Linked DNA regions of Gossypium hirsutum: region 1 is linked to region 2. The links are chromatin contacts, called in public Hi-C maps. All regions are on one chromosome and are shown on one strand. Each heading gives the region's core, a stretch centred on a gene start, on an enhancer-like site or on the middle of the called end of the contact. The rest is flanking DNA. Distances are from core to core; before and after follow the strand shown. Region 1 has its middle 4.1 kb from the start of LOC107896950. Region 2 has its middle 11 kb from the start of LOC107896952.

Evidence for each region. Hi-C and Micro-C count contacts between places; a contact is called where the count stands out from the background.
Region 1: a Hi-C map of hypocotyl shows a contact between it and region 2, with 3 times the contacts expected there. The contact joins two enhancer-like sites. A contact is called at or near these places in 10 of 34 Hi-C or Micro-C datasets (callus, hypocotyl, leaf and 1 more).

The regions. Positions count from the first base shown.
Region 1 is chrA10:75,178,838-75,185,449 of Gossypium_hirsutum_v2.1, forward strand. No RefSeq gene overlaps it. Among protein-coding and RNA genes, the nearest start is that of LOC107896950, 4.1 kb to the right of the region's middle. Within about 2 kb of position 4,059, at least 1 of the 9 cell types and tissues checked has an H3K27ac peak or open chromatin away from gene starts, as enhancers often do. A contact at or near this core is called in hypocotyl, where this site is marked.
Region 2 is chrA10:74,813,632-74,820,999 of Gossypium_hirsutum_v2.1, forward strand. No RefSeq gene overlaps it. Among protein-coding and RNA genes, the nearest start is that of LOC107896952, 11 kb to the left of the region's middle. Within about 2 kb of position 3,435, at least 8 of the 9 cell types and tissues checked have an H3K27ac peak or open chromatin away from gene starts, as enhancers often do. A contact at or near this core is called in hypocotyl, where this site is marked.

The sequences.
Region 1 (6,612 bases), core at 2,809-5,308, 370 kb after region 2:
CGAGGGTAAAACGATAATTTTATAAATCGAGGGTAAAACAGTAATTCTGTAAATTGAGGGTAAAACGGTAATTCTATAAATCGAGGGTAAAACAGTAATTCTGTAAATTGAGGGTAAAACGGTAATTCTATAAACTGAGGGTAAAACGGTAATTCTGTAAATCAAGGGTAAAATGGTAATTTTAAAAATCGAGGGTAAAACAGTAATTCTGTAAATCGGGAGTACTTTGGTAATTTTACAAGTCGAGGGCATTTCAGTAATTGGTAAACTAAAATATTCTAAACATGGATAACAATACGAATGGGCCTAAAGCCTATTCTCGGCCCAAATGGGCCCACACGCTCGTGTGGCCCTTTTAGCCCAAACCTAGCCACAGATATTCGATTCACCTAGCCTAGTCCAATATTTACTACACAATCAAACAACTTATCCAATTGGGCCCGTCGGCCCATTGGGCCCACATGGCCCCTTTCGACCCGAAGTAGCCATCCAACAACAAGAGTAGTGATAAATACACACCTGATTGGAGACTGGAGTTAATCCACGCTCCAGGCACTCTTAGCCGATGCCCAACCCAAACGAGCACGCCATAAAGCGAAAGGGATCAGCCAAGAAAGGTACCTTTACTCTCCTCATGGTTCTCTCTATTTAAAGCCAGCTTCTCATCCACTCTTATGTTAGCTTCCCGATGTGGGATCCCTCCAACATCAGAGTTTAAATTCAACACCAACTCTTGCCGCCCCCTGTTAGCAAAATCAATGCTCTTTGCTTGCTATGGGATTCGAACCCATGCCTCCCCTCAAATGCTCCACACGCCACTTACCACTAAGCCATAAGGTTTTTTGTGTCACAATTTCTCCAACAATATTCTTAAGGCCTACCTACTACACCCAGGGTTTGATTCACCTTAAACCAAATTTTTTGCTAGAGTCCAGGTTTAAACCCAGGACTTCTCCAACACTTCTCAACACACTTAACCACTAAAACAAGCCTTCATTAACGAAATTTGCATGCACAACAGAATATTATAAGCTGCCTTCAACCGCTCCCATGCTCAAGGCCCAAAACTTCTAGGCCCAAATTCAGGGTGTTACAGAAAAATACTACAATAAAAATTCACAAGTTATCATATCTATTTTAATAATCATTAAATGGAGTTAACTTGTATGTTAACGTAAGCAAAGTTAATATTTGTTAATTTTATTGATACATTTGGATGTAAATTTATTTTCATGGTTGTTTTTGTGGTTGATTTCGACCTACATGATACTACATTCGTTGTTAGAGCAATTACGATAGAATAGAACACAATTTAACCATCTATGTATACTAGTAAGTCTATTACACATTCATAACATGTTATATAATTATTTTTGGATCTTATATGAGCTTCCAAAAACTCTTTATATATGCACATCATACTAACATAAAACCATTTGTCTTATTTGTCACGTCAATAAATAATTTATAATTTATAATAACAATTAACATTAAAAAATATAAGAAATTCATAATAATTCAAAAAATTAAAATGAAGTACATGTGAATTGTCATGCAATTTGCAGTGTTTAAAAATTAACACTTTAATTAGTATTCTCGTTAAAAAATCATTTTGATTTTTTTCAATGGTTGAGGGCTATATTTAGAATGAAGTACACGTAAATTTGACATTATTTCTTATATTTCTATATTTTATGGAGATATAAATTCAAATTCATTAATTAAGTTCATTTACTTAATTTAATTATGCTAATATTCTTTTAATCTAATGGCAAGAACATTATATTAAAATCATGGGAGCTTAATCAATTATAAGAAAAAATATTTAAATTAATATTATTTTAATAATTTTGATTTGACATATGTTTTAAATAGTACATTTCATTACACCCTTAAGATTAGCTTCTCATAATCTCACATGATGTTTCACATGTTATTGTTTCACATGTTATTCAAGTTTCCACAATCAATATCAATTATCAAATAGTATGTTTACCATATTCATAGTTATAACACATCATTTCTATATTATGTAACATGCCATACTTGTATTATAACCCCTATTAATTGAATACGATCTCAATTTCGAATTAATTCTCCATCGCACTAATATAAAATACACTCAGTGCTCATCAGTATGTTCTCACGGGCACCAAGAACTACCAAAGCAATATACCTCTGATGCTATATATACATGCTCATCGGTACATCTGAAATAATAATAATATGTTTGTTGTTGAAGGTGGAGGCCAGAGTAGAGAAAATGATAGCAGTAGGACTAATATCAAATGCACCGCTGATTTCTTGTAGAGCATCTTTGGTTCCTCAAAATCTGATTTTGTGCTGATGCCAATGGCTGCTTCATCCGACTTTATTTATTTTGGAGGAGAAACAAGACTTTGGAAGTCAATAAAACATATTATTATTATTTTTACTATTAACAATTCCTCGTTGAAAACTCATTGATTTTATTATAATAAGCTTATTATTACTTAATAATAGTTATTGCACGATACATTTCACTACACGGATTTAAATTTTGTAAATAATATTGATATAAGATACAATAATAAAAACGAATCTTAAAATAAGTATCGAAAAATAAAATAAAAATAAAAAATTTAAACATGATCGATTCTACAAATCTATGCACTTATACATCATAATAATCCTTAATATTCTTTTCAAATTTGAGGAAAAATACAAAATACAAAAGAAAAAAGAAAAAAAACAAAACCGCGTTTTCTCTTGGTCACTCGTTTTCTTCCCATGCTCATCAATTTTAAATGTTCTTATTTATTTCCATCACTATTTTCTACCAACCTTACCTAAGTTTTATTACCGGGGTAATCCATATTTTTGGAACCTTTTCACATATATAGTTTACTTTTAGTTAAATTACACCCACATAAGATTATATTTTCATCATTCATTTTCAACAAAATTATAACATTATCACTAAATTATTTAAAAATTTTCATTTAAGTCACTAAATTGTTCCTGATTTGTGAACTATTGAATCAAATAAAAAATTCGTTTATAAAATCACATAAAATCAAAGTTCATATATGACATTATATAATGAATCAAAATTCATATATAATTTTGATATTTATCTCAAAATAAAATTATATTTATATTAAAATTTTAATTATATTTATATTTTATCAATAAATAAAACGAAGCTACTTAAATTCCAAGATTGAAATTTAAAAATTAGTTGAACAAGTTTTTAATGGTAAATTGTTTTGATTGATTTCATTCTCTTGGTGGTAATGTAACACCAACAATTCAATCCATGTTTTCAATGGCAACTTAAGATATTTTTTATTGAAATAACTATAAATTTAATTGAAATAATATTTCAACTTACATCCTTTTTATTTAATAAAATATAATTAATAACTTTTCGTTATAGGCTACTTAAGTTATCTCACCAATTGGACTTGATAAACAATATAATTGTCCCTTAAATCAATTGTTAATTTTAATTTCTCAAAATATGAAGTATTATGATAACCTATTAGTATAAGTTGTATTATCACATCATAATTCATCCCCATGATCCAACTTTGTATTAGTTAAATATTAAGTAATCTATGAGCCAATAATTGCTTAGTTTTTTCTCGCTTTCTGTGGAAAATGATGAGGATGAAATACGAAAGATAATAATTTAACTATACAATTTTATTAATCTATCTGTTCGAAAAATTATAAGCATTTATAACAGAATAACTACATTAAGGGCTCCAACTCACGACAGTCCAAATGTAATGGCTTCATACTCGAATTTTGAAAATAGTTTAGAAAGTTTTATATGAGGTATTGATAATGTTAGAATAATATATGAAAGTCATAAAATGTCTCAGATGTTTGAATGTGACATCTCTTACTCATATTTATTATCGAATCGAATAAGAAATGTCACACAACTAGCATAGAGGGTTTCGAGATCAATATTCCTTCCATCTCTTAAGCAAATCAACGATATGATCATTTATTTCATCAAGTGTCTAACTTTAAATGAAGCATCGCTTTTGACATACGTCATCTTGTTTGATATCTATACACCTATATATAAAAGGAAGGTCCAAAGAACTTTCCTCCTGACATGTGGCACACAACCATATGTTTCGTTTGTTTTTTTTAATATAATTAAATTTGATATTTAATCTATATATTTTATGTTATTAATTAGCCCAGTTGACACGTTTTTTTTTTGGGATTTGCCTTTTGTGTTTTTATGTTATAAGATAATGGTCAAAATTTAAATTTAACTCCTATATAATGGTAAAATTGTAAGATTTAACTTATACACTTTAATTTATATTTAATTTGATTCATCTACTTTTACAATTTGATTGAATATTATTTTTATTGTTACATGACTACAAAGTAATTTTTTATTTTATTTTAAAATGTCATACTAGTGAGTTTAGTAGAAAATTTTAACAGTGTTGACTATTACTCCTAAATTTTTAAATATTAAAAATATTTATAAGTTTTTAATCTAATAATATCCATATTGGATATTTTTATATTTTATATTTTTTATATAATTATTTTAAAATTTTAAAATTCTAATAACTTAATTTTTCTTAAAACAATTACAATTGTTAACATTTTGAATTGGTGGATTCTAAAATGCTAATCTTTTTTTTATAGAATGAATAGAATTACCATTAATCCTTCTGCAACTTTTAAATATGAGAAAAAAGCATACTTTAGCATGTTGACAAAAATAACAATGCCAACTAAATTAAGACTCAGTCCACAAACTACTAACAATTTTAAAATCTTTAAATTTAAAAATATACTTCTTCCAAATAATCACATAGCATCACTTCCTTAACATCTCATTAAAAATATTATAAAAAAAACGTTTTGTGTTATAATCTAAAATGCTTTTTAAAGAAAAAAATCAATCAAGTCTTTGGACTTAATTTAAAATTAATTGAGTTTTTATTGTTAATCTAAAAATTCAATTGAGTTCATCTGTTCATGGTTTTGATGATTAAAATCAGCTGACAAACAAGTGAGAACTCTAGATTTAATCTTTTATATGTATCATAAAAATTTAAAAAAAATAGAAATATAAAACTTATAATAAAATTATAAAAATATCAAAAACGTATTTTTTTTTTTACCAATTGAGCTTTCAATTATAGGACCGAATAGTTGACGAATTAGCGAAAATACCTTCAAAGCTCGAAAACTGAAAAACATTGGTAAACCCCCCCACCCCCCCCCCCCAAAAAAAAATTTTTTATACCATATTATTTTAACTAAACAAGTTGAAAATTTTCATTATATTTGAAGGTTTTTTTTTTTTTAAATCTGAAAAATTTGAAAATTCGTTTCCAAGTCTCTGTTTTCCTTTTTCCTATGAAATGAGAACTGGTTCTCCACACATATATTATGAATCTATAATATGATTTGATCAGTCCCACGTCTTAAGCCTGAACCATTTCAAATTACATAATATGTGTTGATTAAATTTAAACGGAAGCGTCTGAAGTGAGAAGTGAGAATTTTACTCCATATGTTGTATAATTGAGTCTAGTAATTGCCAAATGCTTAAAAAAAGAAGATTTAATAGTTGTTTCAATTAACTAAAAGAAAAAAGAAGAATTAATTAAATTAAGCAATTGTCTTGCTGCTTGGGTTTCTGTTTGTCTACTAGATGTGCAAGTTTGGTCATGTACTTGGTACATGTTTAGTGTCGAAACCATTTGTTATTTGAAAGAAAAAAACAGAAATCGACTTTTAACCAACATGTGGAGTCGTCACCAATCTCTTTGTTTAGGTGTGATTGGGTCACCTACTAAAACGTTTTGTTCCACTTAAAACAATTTTGGTTCACGTAAAATTAAAAAATGGGTTCGGGAGTTGGTTACGCATGAGGAAGGGTTAGCACCCTTATTACGCCCAGAAACTATTACCAAATTGATTCAATGCTATCCTTATATCAAAGATTTTAAAAAGGATCTTTCGAAGTATGGTTCTTTTTAAAATGTTTGAGTAGTTCAAGTTGGTCGTTAAAATTCTCTCGTTTCAAAGATATGCAGCGTCATATCAAGCACGATTGGACACGATCCTTCATACCTTCCAAAATACGATTGATTTTTGACTTTCAAAAGCTCATACGCTAAAATTATAAAAGGATATCCAAATATTTAGTCCAACGAAAAAATCATACCCAGCACGGTAGTGCACGATTTCCCGAATTCCCAAATATTGGATATTGCCTTATTTCAGAATTTTTGACTGATAAGAAAAATTGGAAATTAGTTCAAAACACATTTATTTGTTTTAAAATAAGATGAAATACTTAATGTATTGTAACGAAACATTCGTATAGAAAATGATTAATAAACATGAGATAATATGCACACATAAAGTACAATAAACCACAATTAATAAATCCAACAATTAAATACAACTATTCTATGTAAAATGTAACCAAATTCTTAATCATGGATGGAGAACAATTGATATAACAAATAAAACAATGAATAAACAATATACAACAACAACAAATATGGCACAATATAAAACAATCCCCAAAACATGTACAAAATAAAATGGAAATTAGAAGTCAATGTGGTATAA
Region 2 (7,368 bases), core at 2,185-4,684:
AGTGGGTGTTTGTGGTTGAAGATAGAGGTAAGAGTAGCGAAAGTGATAACAGTAGAACAAGTATTGACTGTTGGAGTTTGAGAGTACTTTAACCGGGCAAAGAAGAGTTGCAAACAGAGCACCAGCAGCAACGTAATATACCCGGGTAAAGAATGAAGGAAAAAATGCTTCAAGTTCAAGCTTTAAGAGCAGAAATTGGAAGGAAAACAAGAACAGAACTAAAGCAAAGAAAGAAGGAGCATGAAGAATAGTTGAGAGTATTGATGAAAAAAGAATTTTATTTTTTCATACATTCATCATAGGCAGATTGCCATTACATATATCAAAATAAAAAAAAAACTTACAAGTCAAATTTCTACCAAAACATACACCTACTTCCACTAAGCTTTCCAAATAACAAAAACTTAACTTGTACATTAACACAAAGCTGGTTAACAGCTCCATGAACATCAAATTACATCAATCAAAAAGCTTATAGCAAACTAGACTTCAAAATGAACAAAATATTAGTTCAAATCTAACAGCAACACAAAACCAAGGTTGCTGCATGCTTGTCACGAGCTTGCATGGCCAGCTTCCAGCTGCACTTGCTTCATACCAGCTGCATGGAGATCAGCTTCAACATTGACAGCACAGGGATCATCTTACACCCCATGTTGGGTTTTAGCCGATGTTTGGAAGCTTTGATCTGATAGGGGTACTTAGTGATTTTTTTTAAGGGGATTAAGGGCTACATAGATAACTGCTTAGTGCTTACTGCACAATATACTTTTGAGTTCCATTCACCAATCATAAACCACAAAAGTTTGATCCCATTTGTGTTTTTCAACAATATAGCTGCTTAGTGCTTAATGTATCCTATATTTTTGGGTCCCATCCATGAATCATAAACCACAAAATTTCATCCCATTTGTGTTTTTCAACAAAGCTAGTCGACGGGCCTTGATTTCTTTCTCCACTCTTAGGAAAATCATAGTCACTATGGCCGCCGTGATTGACATATGGTAGACATCAATTATTCTAGTGTGGAATTTTTTCTACGGACACTGAATTCCAGGATCAGCACTTAAAATTGTAAAAATTTACGGTGCATCTGCTTTGCTTATTTTTGTTATCAATGATATAAACTTATAGGGATATGGGCCATTTGGAAGAAAAATGAAATGTTGATTTTGCAAGAGAAAGTGAAATCTGCAGTGCTTGGCCCAAGATGGTGTGACTGAGTCAAAGGCACTCAACTTCATTAATCCACATGATCAAGTTTCTTTGTAATGTATATTGATTGCTTTGAATTTATATATTCAGGTATGGCTGATAAGGAATAAGATTGTATTCAAGTTTTTTTAATTTTTTTTACAATTTTTAATATTTTTGAATTTTTATAATTTTATATTTTTTTACTTTTTATAATATTTTAATTAGTTACTGATGTGGCATATAAAATAAAATAAGAACATATCAATAATGAATACATGTTAATCATAATGTAAAATAACTATGTATACATTTGAAAGTCACGTAAGGACTTTTTGTTTTGTATGGTTGAATGTCAAAACAAAAGGAGTAAATGATTTTAGAGAATTCTGTATATTGGGAATATGGATATTCTCTTATTAAATAGTTAACGCCACCAATAGATTGCAACATCGGTATTTGAATGTTATTGTTTTCTTTTCTAGATTAACCTCTTTTTTTTTTTTTGCTCAAATTCTACATTAACCTTCATTCTAAAATTCCAAAATTAAACTTATTAGCAAAAAACCTCTCAGTTTTAAACCACTCAGACTAGTAAAAAAAAGTAAAATTTGACATTAAATACATATATATTATTAACCTCAACTATATTTTACCACATAATAATTAAAACTAATTATTAAGGGGAAATATAACAAATTAGTTTAATTATTAATCTCATCTACATATAAGATTAGTGGTACATAATTCAAAAAAGGAAAAAAATTACATTAATTTGGTATGCGTTTTTCGTATACTCCTTTTTTTATCATGTATTTTTACTTTTGATAAAAATCTCACTTTTCTATACTTTAATAGGTTTGCCTTCTAACCTTAAAATATGTACCAAACAAGCATCTTTTCTGTCTCTACGATGTCAAGCTCTGTCTATGAAATGGATAGGATTGACGAACGTGCTATTGAAGATCGACGCACCAAGAAGGTGAGATTTAAGAAGCAGCAAGCGGGATCTGATGTTGTTGAGGATATGGATATGTCATCTGATCTGAACCTCTTGTGGAAAGATTGACTTTTGGGAAAAGGCTTTTCAAATTTGAAGAAGGTAACTGAATATCTTGGAAAAAGAAGGGGACGATGATTTCAATCTCTCCAACAGGGATATCAAGAAATCTACGGTTAATGGAATTCCTTCAATTGAATTCTCAGATAAGGTTAATCAACTTCTCATCAAGGATTTGTCCACTACGATGGTGATAAAACTCTTGGTCCACTACGATGGTGCTAAAACTCTTGGGGAGGAGTATAGGATATGTGGCTCTACAAAATAGGGTTCATAGTCTCTGGAAGCCTTCCCTGCTGTTCCAGCTGATGGACATTGAGAATGGGTACTATTTGGCAAATTTTCAGGATGAAAAGGATTTCGACAAAGTGATTTCTCAAGGGCCATGGGTCATTTATGACCAATACTTGGCTACGTAACCTTGGACTATAGACTTCAATCCTGCACAACCTTACCCTAACGTTGTAATGACTTGTGTCAAATCACCAGGCCTCCTAGGGCATTTGTACATGAAAAAAGTTCTATGGAGATAGGAGAAATGGTAGGGAGAGTCGCTAAATTGGATTTTAATATGGATAAAGGTTCGAGGGGTCGTTTTGCCTGTATGGTGGTATATGTTCATTTGGATAAACCTTTAGTTTCACATGTGTTGATAAATGGTAATCTCCAAAACATTGAGTATGAATCCTTACTGATGGTTTGCTTCACTTGTGGCCGGTATGGACAACTGAAGGAGTCATGCACCATAGTAGGGAATTTAGTTTCACCGAAAAATCAAATGCCATCGTCTGATATGGTTATGACGGAGGTTGGCGTGTCAATAAGAATAGCGGTTTACGGGCCTTGGATGGTTGTTGAGAAGAAATCCAGGCGAAAATCAAGTAATTTGCAAAATTCAAGAATGGTTAATCAGGAGAACAAGGCTATGGGATCCCGATTTATGGCTTTGATTTCGACTGATAAGAAAAAAGGGGATTTCAGTCAAGAGATTAAGAAATCTAAGGAGGCCTGAAATAAAGGAAAAGAACCTATGGGTAGGGATTCCTTAGGGTTTTAGGCAAAATCTAACAGACAAGTTTTTGGATAAATTTGGGGGGTAATGAAAAGACAGTTCAGGTGGGCCAACGAAGGAATGTTGGATTGGTGGGCCTGAGTGGGGGATCTTATGAGGTGGGTAGTAGTATGGTAACAAAGGAAGCTGGTAGCTCATCAAAGGGCCCAAGTAGGCAATCAGTGGACAGGTCTAGGGGGGACCAAGGAGAGTTAATTGTGCCAGCAGGCCAAAATTCGGTGACCCAAACTCTATTGGGTTAAAAAGAAAGAACGAATGGTTTTAGGCTTTGATTAACATAATCCCATAAAAATTCGGCTGATATTGATGGTACAAACATAGTTGAAGACAACACTACTGGAATTATTTCCCACTTTAATCCAATGTTCGAAGGGTTGGTGAAGGTTGGTATTTCAATGAGCAAAGGTGGTTTAGATCCTAACAAACATTTGGCATTAATTTTTAAAGAAAATTTACAATCGAATAACAAAAGTGTAACCATTAGTGGGAGTCTTACTAATGGTGAAAAAGACGACTTGAGTTTCAAAGGGAGAGGTGCGGGTGGAAAATTTAATTTTGTTAGAGAGGGAAGAAACTTAACAAATCTCTAGGTAGCCGTGGGAGTCAGTTTAAGATGTCAGGAAGTTCTCGAGTTCCTTTATCTGACTCAATGAACTTTATGGTTGAGCTTATTGCTTCTCAATTGGCAATTGAAGGTAGGGATAGTGGCTCCAAGAAAGTAGAGAATAGCTTGGCAGATTCTACAGTAATTGGTAGTTAAGGTTGGTATTCTCCTATTTTGTGTTTTTATTATGAACTTATCTTTTTTTCTGGGAATTGTCAAGGGTGTGCTAGTGTTAATTTCCTCGTATTTTCATGAGTATAACATAGAGTATAAACCAGATATTGTTGGCCTTCTTGAACCGAGAGTGAGTGGAGACAACACAGACTCTATTACTACTAAGTTGGGTTTCTAGTGTTCCGACCGGGTGGAAGCGATTGGATATTCTGGGGGTATTTGGATAGGTTGGAAGGACTCGATTCAAGTGGATGTGGCTTGAAATCACCCTCAATTTATTTTAGTACGGGTATCATGTGGTATCCCTTCAAAGTTTATTTTTTATTTCATTTGTTTATGGCAGTCTTGATAAACAGAAACGCAAATTTCTTTAGGAGGCTTTGAAATCTTTAATTCCATCCAAATCAGATCCTTGGGTGGCTATTGGAAATTTCAATGTTATTTTATCCATAAATGAAAAGAAAGGTGGGCGTTCTAGTAGGAGGATATGTCCTTTTTTCAGAGAATCTGTTGATTCGGCTGAGTTGCATGATTTGGGTTTCAAGGGTTCTTCTTTCACTTAGCAGAAAAGTGGTATTCTTGAAAGGTTAGATCGAGCCATTGGTAATGATACTTGGTTGAAACCATTTCCCAACAGTATGGTTACTCATCTTCTGTGAATTAACTCTGATCATAAACCTCTCCTTTCGTTAAATCCAGAATTCACCATGTCTAAAGAAGGCCTTTGAGGTTCTTAGCTAGGTGGGTTGAACATCCAAATTTTGTGGCTTTTGTTCAAAGCAAGTAGTGTTTCAATGGGAGTATGTCATATTCTTTATCCAATTTTACTTATGGCGTCAAAGATTGGAATAAATCGGTATACAGGCACTTTAAGACTCATAAAAAACAGTTGATTAATAAGTTGGCGGATATTCAAAGGGCAATGGAATTTTCTAGCTTGGATCACTTATTTTAGTTGGAAATACATATACGGGAAAAGATTGGAGACAGTTCTTCATCATGAGGAACTTTTATGGAAGCAAAAAGCTAGATGTGATTAGCTTAAGTTTGGGGATCAGAATACTAAGTTTTTTCACAAACGTAGGCTTAGAGGAGGAAGTGCAACAAAATCACTACTTTGCGTAATCTTGATGGTTATTGGATATTTGATCCATAAATACTAAAATTTGAAGTAGTTGATTTCTTTCAAAAATTATATGGGGATGTTTCGAAGCTTATTAGTGATCTACCTACAAATTCTTCTCCTCAGCTTGTTGTCTCTAATATTGAGTTTTTGGGTAGAGAGTTCTCCAATGAGGAAATAAAAAAGACACTTTTTGATATGGCCCATTTGAAGGCCCCAGGTAGTGACAGGTTCATGCTTTCTTTTTTTAGAATCAATGGGAGGTAGTTGGTGCTAATATTTGTGCTTGGGTCAAAAAGATTTTTGCTGGAGAAGTTAGTAATCTAGAGTTGAATAATACTTTGATTGTGCTTATTCCCAAGGTAGCTAGCCTTGAGAGTTTCACTCAATTTTGGCCTATTAGTTTGCGCTCTATTTTTTACAAGTTGGCTATGGAGGTAATCACTAACCGTTTTAACCTTATTTTTCCTAAGATCATAGCTCAAGAGCAAGCTGATTTCATTATGATGATGAGCTTCAAAGATAATGTTATCATAGCACAGGAAGCAACTCATTCCATGAAAGGTAAATAGAACAGGAAAAAGTGGATGGCAGTGAAAATTAACTTTTAGAAAGCATATGACAGAGTGCGACGGGAATTTATTGACATCTCTCTCCAAGCAGCTGGTATTCTGGACTTCCTCAAGAATGTAATAATGTTTGCTATTTCTAATTCTACCATGTGAGTATTGTGGAATGGTATTGCGACACAAAAATTCAGGCCAACTAAAGGGATTCGACAAGGTTGCCCTTTTGTTTTCTTACCTCTTTGTTTTGTGTATAGAATGGCTTTGCCATAACCTCCACTCTGCTATATATGACGGTAAGCAGTATCTATCCAATTATCCCAGCCTGGCCCAATCATATCTCATTTATTCTTTGCCGATGATTTGGTTATTTTTAGCAAAGTGGACATGCAACAAGCTTGACTCCTTAAGGATACTCTTGAGTGTTTCTGTGCTTTCTCTAGGCATAGGATCAACACTCGGAAAACAAATATCTTCTTTTCCAATACAATTGTTAATGAGCCGGGGAAACATATTCTTGGGTTTCAAATAGTGGATAATCTTGGACACTATTTAAGTGTGCCTTTATTCCATGGGAGAGTTACTAATAGTACCTTGAGAATTGTAGTGGAGAAGGTTCGTAGCAAGTTACAAAGTTGGGAGGCCAAACAACTTTCGTTAGCTGGAAGAGCTATTTTGGTACAAGCAGTCTTCTTATCGATTCCTACCTATTTCATGCAATCCATAATGATTCCCAAAGGTATCTATAAAGAGATGGAGCGTATGGCTAGGCAATTCATTTGGGAGGCCTCAAATGGTACGAAAAAACTAACTCTTGTAGGTTGGGATTTGGTCTGTCAACCTAGGTGTTGAGGTGGTCTTTTCTTTAGACAATTGCGTGACCATAATACATCATTTTCGTTGAAACGTGGATTCAACATAGCTTCAAAGGAATGCTTTGTGGGTTAATGTTCTTCGATCTAAATATAACATGAAACAGAGACTATTGGAAAGTATTACTTGAGGCAGGTGTTCCTTTCTTTGGAAGGTCCTTTCCAAGATCTGGCCTTTGTTTCGTGGTAACCTAGCTTAGTCTATAGGAAATGGCAACAATATTCGGTGTTAGATAGACTCTTGGATCCCATAAGTAGGCCCTTTATCTACACAAATTCCTTCTTAAGCAAACCTTTTTCTAGATTGCTTCCTTAGTGAATTGGTAATGGACGAAGGTATGTGGAATCTTGATCTTTTTTGGGTTTGGGTATCGAAAGACGTGATAAGATGTATTGTGAGTATTCCCCCACCTCATCCTATAACGGGATCGAAAAAATTATGTGGACAAGAACTTCAAACAAAACTTTATCTATTAAAAGCGCATACTGGTTATTATGAAAGCGTACTTGGTCTTCCAAAGATGCAATATGGAAATTCGCATGGAAGTTTCAAGGTCCGCAAAGGGTGAGATTTTTCATTTGGTTAGTACTCAAACAACGATTACTTACCAATGGAGAACGAGTTAAGGAAGGAATTGGAAATGATAGCTCTTTGTTCGTTTTGTGGACATGCACGAAATATATTTTACACGTGTTTAGAGAC